Linked DNA regions of Zea mays: region 2 is linked to region 1. A link is a contact called in public Hi-C data. All regions are on one chromosome and are shown on one strand. Each heading gives the region's core, a stretch centred on a gene start, on an enhancer-like site or on the middle of the called end of the contact. The rest is flanking DNA. Distances are from core to core; before and after follow the strand shown. Region 1 holds the start of LOC100193099. Region 2 holds the start of LOC103654746 (basic leucine zipper 19).

Region 1 (2,715 bases), core at 154-2,653:
GACTTCTTTGGTGCCATGATGAAGCTTGTTGTGGTTGCAGAAATGAGTTCACCGGAGGTGGACGCCAATGTTGTGATCTTGTTTTTAATTGCTACATGACATTAAAAACAAGGCAACATAAGTTAAAAAATCTGAACCTTCATTCTCAATTTACCACTTCGTTGAAGTGTTAGCTTGAGAACGAGGGTCTTTAGAAGGAAATATAAGTAAAGTTGTATTAAAAAATGATGATGAACAATAAAGTATATAATTCATCTCAGGATCCTTAGCATTATTTTTTCCATCTCCCTTCATATTACAAGAATTTATAAACATACCTTCGACTTTTTGACACAATATAGCTCCAAGGTACTTCGAAGGCTAAGCAAGATGAAGCCTAGGCCCTTCAAAAAGGTGAATTTATGCAGGGCACTGCTCACCTATTTATAGTCGCGGGATACAACTTTGGTAAAATTTACAATTCACACCCTCAAGCCTATATATTTGAGTTATAGTACACAACAAGGGTGAAGTTGTCTTTTTTGCTTCGCATTTTGTCCATTGTTCCTTCACGGTAATATTCCGAAGCGTGCTTCTTACCCTCTGACTTATCCATCCGAAGGTACTACGGACGAAGGTAATACTAGATATACTAGAAAACAACCATTATCTTTGTATTTCGAGGACCTTCATAAGAATAAGGCCCCAAACAGAAATAGTAGCCCTTGTTAGTTCATTTCTTTGGAACGATCTCAAACGAAAAAAAAGAAAATCGAATGGTAGTACCATTTTTTTTAGCTTGACCCGCTTGTGTTGTCGTAATTTTGCTTTAAACTGATGCTTGCGTTGGGGAAAGTTTTTGGTAGAATGGTAGTAGTACCAAGGTAGCGTTTGGTTCCCATATTGTAATGTAATGATTAACTGATAACTTTAAATTATGTTTGTTTAAGTTTAACCGTAATCGATATCATACTACAAATGGATACCATCCTATTCGAATTTGTTACAACCGGTATTCGAATGTGAATCGTTATCATTATCATTTATGTTATATTTTGCGAACCAAACGACACCTTAGCTCATTGTTATTACGACTTGTTGTATAGCCGGATACCACGGCAATCTAGAGCTAATGTATTCATAGGAGGAGCGAATTAGGGAATTGATGGAAAAGGACTGGAGGGAGCGTTGGAAAAATTGTATCCCCTTGCGGTGCAGTGTGCTCTGTGCAGGATGTGCTCGTGGCTTGTGTGAAAGCGAGGAGGAGACAAGGGTCACATGGCGCCTGCCTTGGTGGCCCCCTCACATGAAGTTTTTGGCTGCGAGCCCATGGCATGCCGCTGTACCACCGCTCTCTCTCCCTCTGCGGCACACTCGCACCCTTCCGCTAGCCTTCCTTCTTGAATCTTGAGCACAGAGTAGGCTCGCTCACAGGACAGTCACTTGCCTGGGAAGCCAGATATTATTGCAGCCTCATACACCGCCCTTCCCTACTGCTTCCTGAGATTTGAGAGCTCGGGCGCCAGATCTGAAACCTCTTGTGTTGTGCCTTTGGTAGTTCGGTGTAGCATTGAGCTAGCAGAGGTGCTGTTCTAGTTCCAGGATGAGCAAGGAGGATGTCCTCAAGGTGCAGGTGTGTGTGTGTGTGTGAGGCATTTGCTGGCCTGTTCTCAGCTCCTCTACTGTTCATCTTCTCTTGCTTCTTTTTTCTTTTCTTTTTGCTGCCATTTTCAATCAAGGCAGGCGGGAGGCAGCTTTGCTTGTGTGCTCGCAGCATATGTTCCCTCTCCTGCAGTCCTGCCATGTTTGTTCTTGTCCCTTGAAATGAAATCCCCTCTGTTTCTGTTGTTTTCCGTGACGTTTTCCTTCCTCGTTGCAGACATTGATGCTGAGAGTGAACATACACTGTGACGGGTGCGAGAAGAAGGTCAAGAAGACCCTCCACAAGATCGACGGTACAAGAAAAAAAAACTCATCTTTTGCGGCAGCGATTTGCTTGCTGTTTGTTTCTGTTTCTCTGTCAACGTTTGGTCTGCGTCTGCTTCTGACGGAGACGTGATGAAATTTAACCTGTAGGTGTCTACCAGAGCAGCATCGACGCGGAACAGGGCAAGGTGACGGTGTCCGGTTTGCTGGATCCGGACACCATCATCAGGAAGCTCAACAAGGCCGGCAAGCCGGCTCAGCTGTGGGGTTCCAAGCCCGGCATCCCTCAGAACGCCTACCATGGCGGCGGCAAGGCCCATTCCAAGGAGGCTGGCGGCGGCAAGGCCCATTCCAAGGACTCCGGAGGTGGCAAGGGCCATTCCAAGGATGCCGGCGGCGGCAAGGCCCAGAAGGGCGGTGCGGGTGGCGGCGGTCACAAGGGCCCTGGCGGTGGCGGTGGCGGAGGCGGTGGCGTGGGCAATCCTAAGATGGTGATGCCGCAGCCGACGCCGCAGCAGCTCCAGCAGCTGCAGCAGCAGCTGCAGATGAAGGGGCTGAAGCTTCCGCCGCACCTGTTGGGCGGCAATATGCCGGCGTTCCCCGCGGCTGCGCCGATGAAGGACCCCAAGTCCGTCAAGTTTGCCCTCCCCGAGGACAACTTCGACGACTACGGCAGCGAGTTCGACGATGACTTCGACGACGGCTTCGACGACGACGAGGACGACTACGACGACGACGGCCTGGACGACGACGTCTACGGCGACCCCAAGATGATGATGAAGCCCATGGCTGTGCCGCCGCCGGCCGGCG
Region 2 (2,715 bases), core at 107-2,606, 130 kb before region 1:
GCAGGGTCAACTGGAGGGAATAACGGAGGCAGTGGAGCAAAACCATATGCGGCACCAAGGCTCTCTATGTAACGAAACATCTCCGCCATCCTCTGCTGATCTGCCAAGTGGGCCTTCCGCTCCGCTATCATCCTCGACTCCATCTCCTGCTGTTCCCTCCTCTCTTCTTCTAGCTGGGCATGTAATATTTCAACCCAATTTTATAATAACTCAAAGAAAAGGTATATAACTCAAGGAATGACGAGTTACAAAAGCACTAACCTAGAGTTGCTGTATGCGACTATACGATGATTCGAGCTGTCCTTCCGAGGTCATATGGTTAGGCTCGAGCTCGTGCTCCTTCTCGCACCTAAGACAGAGTGAGAGTGGACGACGAGTCGATTGTCCCGTCGGCAATCCAGTACCACCCATGACTTATTTTACACGAAAAATTGTTAGACCATAGCCTTATTTCTTTATATATATATTCAAAAATTTTAAATACTGATTAGAGCCACTAATCAATACTAAATAGTTCTTTTAACGGATAGTGCGATTGACACTAACAAAAATAGTGTCTTCAATTATTTATTGTGCATTGTCCAGGTACTAAAGGCAATTTTACCATTATTATTAAAGGATTCTTTCTATATTAGTAGTAGTAGTATATCCATGCTAGAATCTGGATCTGAAATCTAAATGGATGCCGAATTTGCACTACTGCAAGTAGCATGGCAGACGACGAGCAAGTGACCACAACCTATCTGTCTCTGGTAGTCTGGTCCCGGCGTCCAACACGTGGTGTCGAGATGCTCTGCATCTGCCAAGCCCCCTGCCCCCATTCCCAGCTGACGAGCTGCTCAACAAGTCTACCACTGTAATGTCTGAAACCCAGAACCAGAAGCCAGGGCCAGCTGCAGCTCCATAACTAACTAGTGGGCGAAAAAATTTACAAGTACTACTGCTAGTACTGGTTCATGTCTATCCATCTATCTATCAACCTATTTTTCATTTCTACTCATCATGTGGGTGTATCCGTGTATAATGCACTCCACAGGCCACAGCCTCTCGATCGCTTAGCTGTCTCTAGCTGTCTGCTGCCTCGCCGCCCCCTCCTCCTCTCATCATGTGATCTCCCTCGTCTCCATCCACCCTTGCTCCTCTCCTACTTGCCACCCTTTTTCTCCAGTAATAAATCAAAACAAACAAATGGACCCTCCCTAGGTACCTAGCTAGCTACCTAACTAACTAACTTTGCACAGATACCTAATTACTGTACCTTTGGATAACTAATCATAAGGCTAGGGAGCTAGCTACATGCATCGTCACCAAATCCACAGCAATGCAACAAAGCACCAACAGCTCACATGGTAGTAGTCAATCTCAGCGTTAGTACAAATCTTAGCTCAAGAGTCATGAAACAATGCCAGTACAAAGGTTAGCTAGGAGCAGTTCGTTTTGCCTACTAGGAAACAAATATGAAATTATTGCCCTAGACATGGTAGTAGAGTACTCCTACTAAGAGCAGTCTCAACCCAAGAGTTTTTATAGGCTCCACATCATCTAGAAACTACTGTTAGACACTAACTCTCCAATGCAAATCAATATTATTTAACTGACTTTAATACTCATCTTCGTGTTGAAACCAAGTCTTATGCAAGATCCAGTTTCTTAATCTTTCTTCATTTAATTGCTTGCTATATCATTGCTTGCCATATCATCTTTTAATATCTATGCAACAGCTGAATTAATGCTATAAAAACTGGATGACGTGTAGGGTTGGGACTGTGCTCTAAACCACCTAACCTACCAGATCTCTTGGATCTTGATATGCATAGCCCTAAACACATGCGTGATGCTGCAAGACAAACAGCCTCTAAAGGCTGTCACCAAAGCATGCAGATGCAGATGCAGTCTCTATCACGAACTAATGCATTGCAAGTGCACTGTGATTTGCCCCACCACCGCCAGGCCCCCCATGCATGTGCACCTATGCATCTCCACCTACACTGCGTTCTTGCAACCAATAACCATATACATACACACACACTAATAACTATATACATACATCTCCAACACAGCTAGCAAAGGCAGCAGTCGAGCACTCCACCATCCAGCTTCGCATCCCGCAAGTTCCCAGTCAGCCGAGCAGCCAGCGGCGGTGCCAAGAAGGCCGAGCTGCGAGCTCCACTCCCCACACCTCAGAAGAAAAAGGTGATGGCGCAACTGCCGCCGCGGGCGCCGAGCGCCGCGCCGCAGGACCACTGGCCGCCGGCGGCGGGGGAGTTCCTGGGCTTCGCCGCGGCCAGGCGCGGCGCGCACCGCCGCTCCGCGAGCGACTCGGCCGCGTTCCTCGAGGCCGTGCCCATTGACGACGACGTCGTCATTGGCGGCGGCGGCGGCGGCGGCGACGACTTCGACCGCCTCGACCACGACCAGCTCCTGTCCATGTTCTCCGACGTCGACGTCTCCGTCTCCGTCTCCGTCTCCGGCAGCGCCGGGGAGAGGGCGCAGCTCATGGACGCGGGGGGTGCGGGTGCGGACGACGGGGTGGCGGACTCGTCGCCGGCTGCCGCGGACGGCGTCGCTGAGCCCAAAAGGGTCAAGAGGTTAGTTGCGACTTGCAGCTTGCCTAGTGGGGTGGTGAGTGGTGGCTCCGCTAGTACATTTTAAGTAACCATCTTTTTCGACTACCGATCCGATCTACCATGGTGAAACAGTAGTTTTTTTTTTATT

Evidence for each region. A called contact is a pair of places that touch in the nucleus more often than the background predicts.
Region 2: a Hi-C map of tassel shows a contact between it and region 1, with 1.7 times the contacts expected there. The contact joins the promoter of LOC103654746 here to the promoter of LOC100193099 in region 1. A contact is called at or near these places in 3 of 25 Hi-C or Micro-C datasets (ear, leaf and tassel).

What each region holds. Positions count from the first base shown.
Region 1 is chr4:234,903,784-234,906,498 of Zm-B73-REFERENCE-NAM-5.0, reverse strand. LOC100193099 reads left to right here and starts at 1,403. Exons shown (of 3, transcript NM_001310330.1): 1 at 1,403-1,606; 2 at 1,859-1,934; 3 at 2,056-2,715. The coding sequence starts at 1,583.
Region 2 is chr4:235,037,326-235,040,040 of Zm-B73-REFERENCE-NAM-5.0, reverse strand. It overlaps LOC103654746 (basic leucine zipper 19), which reads left to right and starts at 1,356. Exons shown (of 4, transcript XM_008681571.4): 1 at 1,356-2,588. The coding sequence starts at 2,197.